2 separate regions of the Mus musculus genome follow, and region 2 is linked to region 1. Evidence: chromatin contacts called from public HiCAR-type data. All regions are on one chromosome and are shown on one strand. Each heading gives the region's core, a stretch centred on a gene start, on an enhancer-like site or on the middle of the called end of the contact. The rest is flanking DNA. Distances are from core to core; before and after follow the strand shown. Region 1 overlaps Fam149a (family with sequence similarity 149, member A). Region 2 overlaps Snx25 (sorting nexin 25).

What was found. HiCAR-type assays count read pairs that join an accessible place to other places.
Region 2: a HiCAR-type map of astrocytes shows a contact between it and region 1, with 2.9 times the contacts expected there. The contact joins two enhancer-like sites. A contact is called at or near these places in 6 of 39 promoter capture datasets (the 3T3-L1 cell line, cancer-associated fibroblasts, hippocampal neurons and 1 more), 1 of 115 datasets of contacts at active chromatin or transcription factors (astrocytes) and 1 of 9 other capture datasets (liver).

What each region holds. Positions count from the first base shown.
Region 1 is chr8:45,357,100-45,361,767 of GRCm38.p6, forward strand. The region is part of intron 1 of Fam149a (family with sequence similarity 149, member A); the gene reads right to left. Among named protein-coding and RNA genes, the nearest start is that of Fam149a, 23 kb to the right of the region's middle. Within about 2 kb of position 1,337, at least 162 of the 459 cell types and tissues checked have an H3K27ac peak or open chromatin away from gene starts, as enhancers often do. A contact at or near this core is called in astrocytes, where this site is marked.
Region 2 is chr8:46,142,953-46,148,232 of GRCm38.p6, forward strand. The region is part of intron 1 of Snx25 (sorting nexin 25); the gene reads right to left. Among named protein-coding and RNA genes, the nearest start is that of Snx25, 6.8 kb to the right of the region's middle. Within about 2 kb of position 3,394, at least 34 of the 459 cell types and tissues checked have an H3K27ac peak or open chromatin away from gene starts, as enhancers often do. A contact at or near this core is called in astrocytes, where this site is marked.

The DNA.
Region 1 (4,668 bases), core at 87-2,586:
GCTAACATGCCATCCAGTTGGATGATGGCGTCCATGATGGGAGACTAGCAGTTTTCTCTCTGAGGCCTTCTTCATAGCAGACTCACCCATGGACTTCTCTTCCCTGTGGCTCAACACACACACACATCTGCAAACTAACAACACAGCAGCCATCTTCCCCTCGTCCTAGAAGCATCGATCCCAAGTGCATGGAGCAGATAGGATGCAGCTCACCACAAGATGGAGAGTGCTGACATGGCATTCTAAGTATCCTTTGCTTCTTGGGCTATGTTATTATTAGGGTTTAGTCCTTCGGTTTCTCTGTTCTCTAGCCAAACACTGGTTCCATGCATAACTTTGAACATCTTAATCCCCTGTGAACTGTCCACTCCTTGGACTAAATATGCAAACTTACAGGACATATCCTATCCTGTAAGTACTTTAGAACTTATACCCTGTGCAATGTCTGTTAAACTCATGATACTCAATACCTAGACATTTGACAGTTTTATGTTAGTCCTTTCCTTATGCTTACATTCTAGAGCTAGGAACAGTTTTCTTGTGTGCACCTTTGAAACCAATATGTGGGCTCTCCTGAGGTGGGCTAAATGGAGCCATAACGCACACACGTGGGAGTTAGGCTCAATACTGATCTCCAGGAGTTCCTCCAGAGACTCCACATAGTCTGGTTTGATTGATTGATTGATTGATTGATTGATTGATTGATTGATTGATTTAGGTGGATTTCTGAGAACCTGCAAACCTGGCCGGGGTGGGGGGGATGTCAAACTGCCCCGTGGAGGTACAAGTAACAGTCCATACACCCTTCAAAACACCATTTCTCTGTCCGAAAGGAGTATTTGAAGTAGATACAGTCTTTAGATTAAAATGCAGGATAGTCAAGTGTGTGTGTGTGTATGTGTGTTGTTTTCTTTCTGTGTGCTGGAAGTTGAGCAAGGGCCTCTTCATGCAAGCCAGGCAAGCACTCTACCCCTGAGTTAAAACCAGCAGGGATCTGGTTTTCAACTGTGTAGCCAACATACCCAAGGGGAGAGGAATAATCCTTCGAAATCTAAGAAGCTACCTTAGTTCTGGGGACTGTACCTTCTGGTACGCGGTAATGAGTCTCTGAGTGAAGAAGCGACGTCACTTGGGAAGGCCTGCTGGTGCCAGCATGCTACAATTTCATGAATGAATGCCGGAAGGAACGCACACACCAGATGTATTTTGCCTTTGCAGGCAGGGGGAAAAAATCACGCACTTCTCACAAAACCAAGCCATAATCTAGAACTCGTTACACCCAGCCGGGGTGAACTTACCCAATTACAATCAACCTCAGGCTCTGGCTCTTGTCCCACAGGCCGGGCCGGGAGCCTCGGGGCCTGGGCAGCACTGTGCGGTGGTTGTCCGCGCCGTTCTCACGCAGGGCAAGGGCTGCAGCATGTCCCCGGATCCCCGGGACCTCAGCTCCGCGCCCGCCCAGCCCTGAGCCCCGAGCCCCGCTAGCGCTGAACCCGCGGAGTGTCCGGGACCAGCGAGCCGGCAGAGACGGAGCCAGGGGCGCTGGCGGGGCCCATGGGCGCGGCGGATCCCGGGGCTCCGGGCACGGCTTCCGGCTCCGGACCCTCAGATCCAACAGAGGCTGGATGCCACAGCGAGGTCTCTCAATTCTCCCATCCTTCCTGCCTCCTGCCTCGGCCCGGGCTGCAGTGGGCAGAATCGTGGCTAGCACTCCCCGCCCCTTCCCGCCCTCTCTGGCCAGGACCTCCGGAAAAGCTGGCCACTGCTTCTGCAGATCAGATTTCTATATCCAGAGACCAGAGGATTTGGTGGTCTCCCTGAGCCAACCCCACAGTCCTCTCTAAAATACTGATTTTTCAAGCCCTGATATTTCCAGCCTAGCTTCTCCAACATAGCATTTAGAATCCTGAGAGAAAGGCAAAGAACTGTACAAGATTTCACATCCTTCCTGCCAGCATCAATGAGATGCAAGGTTTCAGGTGAGAAGGCAAAGAGAGGTTTAAAATAACCAAGGCCTCGATCTAGTAAATGCAAGATTAATCAGAGCTTTAGGTCTGATAATACACAAGATCAGAGCATCCTTTGCTGTGTAGTCTCTGCTTCTGCAAACAGATCCTCAAAGTCACACAAACCAGTCATTTTACTGTAAGCCACAGAGCGTCTTTGCTGATCGACTCATTGGTTTATTAATGCATGTGTTTGTTTCCTTGCGTGTTTTGAGATGGTCTCTCTCCTTGTAGCCCAAGTTGGTCAGGGACTGACTATGTAGCCAAGGCTAGTTCCAACCATAGAGATCCTGTTGTTTCAGCCTCTTGAGTGACCCCTGGGGATTCGAAAGTGAATTACCACAATCATTTGTGTGTGTGTGTGTGTGTGTGTGTGTGTGTGTGTGTGCATATGAGTGTATGTACAAATGCATGTGCATGCATGTGTGTCTGTATGTGTGTGAATGTGTGTGCATGGGTGTCCGTCCCAGATATCTACTTTTAAATATCAATATATCACAAACGTATTCCTGGAATGAAACAGTAGTTCTAGACCTACGCAGATCCGTGGTAAACTGCTTCTCTGGAGGCCTGAGTGCAACCTCCATCTGCACAAAAATCAAACTTAAAAACACCAAGGTTGAGGCCCCATGATCGTCCCCCACCCTTTCATGTTAGCATGCCCAGTATTGGTACCCTCAAAGAGCTACAGGCAACTAAGAAATGCTGAAAGAGGGAGAAATAGCCTTCCTCAGGGTAGAGCCCCCAAATGGTTATCCACTAACAAATGGTCAGTCTTAAAATCATATACATCGAAGTAATATTATATGGACCGAGCAGATTTTATTTATGTAATTAGGAACATTTATACATATATACATACACTTATATAGACATCTGTATATATAAGAACAATTTGAAAAAAAATAAATGTGGCCTTAATTTGAGAGTGAGAAGGGTCAGGGGAGGAAAGAGATGGGTTAAATAATGTATATGTATTTTAATTTAAAAATATTTTTTAAAAGACTGAAAACTTATTTCCACATGTTCACAATCTGCAGAATTCAGATATGCTGTCAAGACTTGCTTTCTGTTCCTTGTGAGGTGGCTCAGATTTTTGCCTGGTGGCTGATGGGGTCTGGAGGATCCACGAGGACTTCATGCAGGTGTGCACCCAATTAGATCGAGAAGTGACTCATGTGTGGCTAAAAGCCTGCTTTTAGTTGAACATCCCTTTTGTGAAGTCTCAAGACTTCAAATAGTTCCTCCAGCAGGATGGCTACCAAACAACACAGTCACATGGGACACCAAGAAACTAGACACTGTCCACTCCATCAAAGCCCGGCCTGACTCCGGGTGGTGACACTTCTGATACATACTATAATTAAAGCGGTCATGGAAATTGAAGGCGTGGAAGTGAACCGCACATCTCATCAGGAAAGACGTCCCAGTCGGCAGCCATCTTGGATCCACGGCAGTCCCAAGTCCCTGCTCCTGCACAGGTTAACCCTCTCAGCACGTCCAGACATGGGTGGGACAGCTGCTTACAGGGCATTCCCTTCGCATCACATACCTGTGAACAAACAGCTCAAACAGGCGCTCGCAACTCTTATTGCTGATGAGTACAGCCTCGTCACTTGGGCCCAAGGGCCGATTGGTAAAAACTGACATCTCTTGTTTTCATCTCCTGTCGATCACCTTTACTTTAGCTGAAGGCACGCACAGATAAGCCATTCTCCTAAATTTTGGATCCCTAAAATGACATACCACAGGGAAAGTCTTGGGCCTTGCTCAGCTTCTTCTCTTTAAATCTGAAACTCGTGTCGGGATCCAGAGGATGAATGTGGGGTCTTTGGACTCCTTTCTCGGGTTCCCTTCCCAATGTGGATGCGCTGAATAAAATTCCTTCCTGATTTTTTAAAAAAACATTACTCATCTTTACTTTTACCATTCCTTTTATTGGCATATGGAATGGATGGCAGAGCCTTTGGGGGCTTCCAGAACCACCATGGCTTTGGCTCTCAAAGCCCCAGTTTCGAGAGGAGCCACCAGCCTTCTACACAGACAGAGAACAACGGAGGTTCTTGCAGGGATAGGATAACCTTGTTGACCTTCTTGTTTAACAAACACAGCAAAGGCAGGCACATGCCGACAGTTCCCCATGAATACTCACTTCTGCTCTCTGCCATCTTCCCGGCCCTTATCCCACTCTCTGTTTCCAGTCTTTGTGCTTGCTGGTGCTATTGCAACCTATTCAGCAGGTTTCTCCCAGAACTCTGGGTAAGCGGTCCTGCTTCCTTTTAGTCCAAGTCAGTGGTTCTCTCCACTACTCCTCCAACACGACTCCCCTGTAGCACACTGCCGTTTACTTAAAATTCATCAGATTTCATTGTGTTCCCTCTAAGCCATACCACCATTTGTGAGTTGGCCCTTTGGTGAATGTCAAGGCTTCTGATAGGATTTTTAGGATCTTTGAAGACCACGTGATATAAGAAAACACTTCAGCTCTTTCTGAGTTCTTTATGAGCCACACCTTTGACTTCAGCTGTGATCAATGAATGCTGTGTCGGATCTCATTCCTGAACAGAGCCCATCTCCTAGTGTTGCCTAGGGAGACAGTCTTACCTTCAGAGCTTTGGACACCCAAAGGGCAGGGTCTGAGCTGAAACGACGACCATCTAAT
Region 2 (5,280 bases), core at 2,144-4,643, 790 kb after region 1:
TGATGCTTTCTGGGAGATGACTTTTTTTTTTTTTTTTTTTTTTGCCAGGGTTCAACATTCTAGCTTGGTCCTGAAGCCTGGTTCAGGCAAGATAGAGAGAAGCCAAGAGCAGAAAGAAGTGAAAATTCCCCAACTTTCATACACCAGGTTAACTTTCTTTCTGAGTGAAAGAAACAGCTTCCTATCTCTATCAAGCATTAAAGTAGCTTAGGAAAAGAAGCAGCAGCAAGCAGGACCTGCAGCTCTAGGGAAGGAGACAGTGGAGTACCAAGAAATGCCCTTTCCCCCAGGCTCTGCATCGAGCAAGAACTGAAGACTCACTCACAGAAATGTACAGAGAGTAGTGGTGAAGAGGAGGGGGTGAGGGTGATAGGGGAGGGAGTGTCACAGGGGAGGGGTACGGGTCCAATCAGATGAGCAGTCAAAGCCTATAGATATGTGTTACTACTCCCTACAGAGAACAGTGAGGACTGCAGCTAACCTAGCTATGGAAGAAATAAAGGTTGCAAATTAATTTTCCAAAAGGTGTATTAAACACTAAGATAGAAGACTTTCTAACACAAACAAGCCACATCTTATTCTGACCACTCAGTTTCCTCCTAGTCCTCGGAGGCATTTCTCCTTACATTTACGTGCATTTTGATTGACATCTAGCTTCCTGCTATTCAGGCGTGGGAATCCCCAGGCCAATAAATGTACAAGAGGCCACTACCTCAAGATGCTGATAAGTGCAGGCCAGCCCTGGGGTAAGCTCCAGCACACCTCAAAAGCCTGCGTACCATCTCCAAAGCAGCATGCAGTCCCAGAAGTCCACCAAATAGACTCATATGCAGGAAGTTTTCTGGAAAGCTCTACCGTGTTTGGATAAACAATAGGAATGCACCCATGGCTCAAACAGGGTGTAACTCAGACCTATACATGGCACTCAGGGTATATAGGCCTCTAGAGAATATTAACCCTTGCCCTCTGCATCTGACCAATCAACACTAAGCTAGTTGAGTTTGCAAATTTTTTTCTTTTAAAAGTCCAATTGCTGTTTAAAAACAAACAAACAAACAGGTTTCTATACAGTCGTTTGAATGCTCAGAGCCTTCAGCAGACTATTCATTTTCTGAAGCCTGTACCCTCTGCAGGAAACTTGCTGAGTCACCTTTTCAGTACAATTGAAAACATACAGGGTTTTTTTTTTTTTTTTTTTTTTTTTTTTTGAAGAAAATCTAGGACACTGCCTACCCCAGTGTGATATGGGTTAGAAATGAACCCTACAGCATTTTTAAGCTAGCAACAACAATTGCCAAGGTGACATCACTGTGTACTACTCAGACAAAAAGCTGCTTAAGATTCTAGAGTTGGAAATAAACACAGGAATGACCGGAATTAAGAAGGTTCAACGTAGGACAACCACATCTCAAGACTTCAACCTTCACACTGAAGTGTAAACAGTAGGTGTTCTGTTTGCCTTTTGTTTCTGTGATAGAACACTAACCAAAACCAACTAGAGGGAAGGAAAGGGCTTACTGGGTTCATAGGCTGTAGGGAAGCTGAGGCAGGACCTGAAGTAGAGACCATGAAAGGATGCTGTTTACTGGCTCTTTTCAGACTCATAGTCAACTGCCTGCCTGCCTGCCTGCCTGCTTTCCTTACTCTTTCCTTTCTTTCCTTCTTATTGGATATTTTATTTATTTGCATTTCAAATGTTGGGGTCAAGTGCCTTTCTCACACAGCCCTGGCCCAACAGCCCAGGGAGGACACTGCCCACAGACTGGACCCTCCTATATCAATTAGCCATCAAGAAAATGCCCCAGACATGCCCACAGGCAAGTCTGGCTAAGGCAAATCTTCAATTGAATTCCTTTTGTCCAGGTGTGTCACACTGACGACAAAACTAACCAGGGCAGAGAGACTCTGGGGGTTGTTTGGTACTGAGTATGGGTTAAAGGGACCGGCACAACAGAACGCTTGAAAAATCTTCTCAGTTCCACCTGCCATGTAACTAGTGCAAATAAAGCCAAATAAAACCTTGACTATTTTCTCTTTCCTGGACCAGAACTCATTCTATAGCTCAGGCTGGTCACTGTGTGACCAAGGCTGGCTTCGGCTTCCAGATCATCTGCTTAGGCCTCTGGAGCACTGGGACTTGAGGCCTCAGCCACTCATTAACCCTCTTCACAATGTTATCGATCACTCTGGCCTAGTCACATTCTATTAGGCATTTCTATAGCCTACCTCTGATGTTATCACTCTTACACTCAAAAAATGTCGAAAGCTACTGGGCCTACAGACTAAACTTCAGTTCTACTCTCTTTTAAGGACATCTACGAGGCCAAGATTATCTTTCCAATCTTGGCTCCTGTGACTGACTCATCTGATATATTCACCAACAACTCAAATCTCAAAAGGTCCAATGCTCTGTCTCTGAAGCAGTTTTCAGCATCTTTTTAACAAGTGATGAAAATGTATATTGCTCCCTTTGGACTGCACTGCTGAATTCAAATACAGCTTCCTCATTTCCTAAGATATGTTTGCCAGTTTTGATTGGCATTTCTTTTTATGTTCCTTGTTTATATCACTCTACTTTGAAGTTATCATTATTCATATGTAACTTTATTATGTATTTCACAGCCTTAAAGAAGTCTTCCTTCCTAACAAGAGACCAGAAAATATAATTTTTCTGCATGTGCAATCACTGTGTATAGACTATGAAATGAGAGTTATCAAAAGCTTCTTGAATGAGTATTTTTATTAGTTTATAGTTAAAATATATCTAGAATGGATAGCAACTACACTGGTGCCTGCCTTTATAAAAAACAAACAAACAAAAAACCAGCTTCCCTATGTTCCCTATGTCCACTGTTTATCCTTCCATTCCTTTTTATGAATCATGTGACTGCATGACCTATAAAAAATTATACCTGAAATTATGTACAGCATGAATTTAAAATGCAGCATCCCTGATACCACAAACATTTAGGCAGGATTCTGATTTAAACGTTTTTAATTGGTATGCTGTGAACCAATTATCAATCCAATGATTTAATAGACATTTTTTAAAAAGACATTTTTTTCCTACTGGTCACCATGACTCAAAACTCCCTTAGTTGAAAAGTGAACAAATATTCTTAAAAGAGAGGTTAAATATATTATGTCATTATCTGTTGTCAAATTATCTAGGATTGTTTATCACATTAGAATAATAAAGGAAAGCCACAAAGAGGCTATGTATAGTCTCTCTAATTCCTGTTTCTTTCCTCTTCCTCCCAAGTAACTAAATTAAGTTTGTTTCACTCAAAGAACATTTGTATTAGTCAAAGAACCCATTTAGGAATCCTAGCAGCCTGATCCAAGCCAACTAGAGCAGGGGATGGCTGTGTGAATGTTCTTACTGTCTCTAGACATCTGCCTTTCTCTCCAGTCAATGTCACTCAGCCTGAGAGGACTGCACAGGGGCTACTCTTGTTTATCTCTGGATCCTCCCCAATGTCACAGTGCCACGCACTTTAGAGAGAGTAATTCAAGCTCTCAATGCTACTGTTGCAAGGCTCCCAACTCTTCGCTAGGAAGCTGGAAACTTTCAGACCTAAACCTGTCGTTTGTACTTACTGCCCCTTGTTCTCATCAAACTCCATCCCCCGAGAGCATACTTGGCGCTGGCACTCAGCAACTGGGCAGGCAAAAACAAAACAACCACCAAAACAAAACAAAAAACCCCAAAAAAGAAAAAAAAAGCAAACAAACAAAAAACTAACAAGATCAGAAAGTAGAAATGCTTGTTGATTTGATTTGACAGACTTTCTAAACTTTTCTGTCTGATTAACTTCACAGTCTCCCACTTTCCTTAAACAGCTATGGTCTTCTGTTCCCCGTATGCTACTACACGCAACTCCCGTGGATCCTGCTGTGCTGGCCCTCCAACTCCCATTAATTACTTACTCACTTTAACATGGTATAAATCAAATAGAAAAACATTAAGTATTTCAGTCGATGGAGGTTAATTTGTTTATCATATTAGCATAATAGCCCACAGTGTGTCCCCTATAAACATACACTATTATAAAATTTCCAACTTACAATAAGCCTTTTTTTTTAAGTAGCTAGTAAATTGTATCTACCAAAAAGAGAAAACTCCAGAGTGTGAGACAGAGAAGGTAGAAAGGAATTCAATGAGATCTATTTCCCAGAATGTCAGCTGTGCCCCTCTCTTCCACAAGAGGATACAGTCTCAACTGCCTGGAGCAATAAGCCTTTCGATATCAAATGACTCCATTCCCATTCTCATTTCTCCTGCCATTGCCTGCCTTGCGTCGAGTGCTAGGGTCCAGCGCCTGTACCTAGTGAATGCTCAAATCCAAACAGGCTAAGTGGTCTAGCAGAATTCCAAGCTACACTTTAGACTAGGAACATGACACTAGGACAGCCCTCTCAGCAAAGAACTGTGCTAAGAACTGTCCCTATAGGACCCAGACAGCTATTCTCCAGACACTGGGATCAACCTTGATCTGAAAGGCTTCTGTATGTCGTAAAAATACCACTGGACTGTTGAGATAGAATTTCTCTCTGGGATGAAAGCTACTTTTAATCAGTAGTTGTTCCTACTGATAAAAAAAAAAAATCCAAAATCTGAACATATCTAAGCTACCCACTAGGTATGAGATTAATTGTTAAGGAAAAGCACACACTTAAGTGACCATAAAGAAACCTAACTTTCCTAATTACCATCAGCAAACACTTGAGCAGCCTTCAACTCCTGTTAGGTACAGGGGATAATAACAAAACATGTCACTTATAGATCCTAACCACGTGGTGTTAACAACTGAGAACACAAGGACGCCTCCAGAAGCATGACAAGCCTCCTCAAGCCGGTGTCATAATCCACACCTCCAATCCCCGTCCGTCCTCAGAAGCTGCGGCAGGAAGAGGCCCAGGCTGTGCATGAGAACTCTGTACAAGCCTGAGGGCCTGAGTTTACATTCCCACCATCTTTGTTGGGTGCATACACTCTGTAAAAGACGGAGCTTTCAGAGGATAGAGACAGGCAGTTATCCCTAGATAACTCACTGGCCAGCCAGGTTAGCTCCAATGGGAAGCTGCAGCATCATTGAGACCCTGTCTCGATGATGATGATGATGATGATGATGATGATGATGATGACAACGACGACGACAAAGATGATGACAATAATAGTAATAGTAATGTGGAGAAAGAAAACGGCATCACTGTTGACCTCTGGCCTCAATGTGGGCCAGTGTACTCACACACATACATGCACACAAATATGCATGC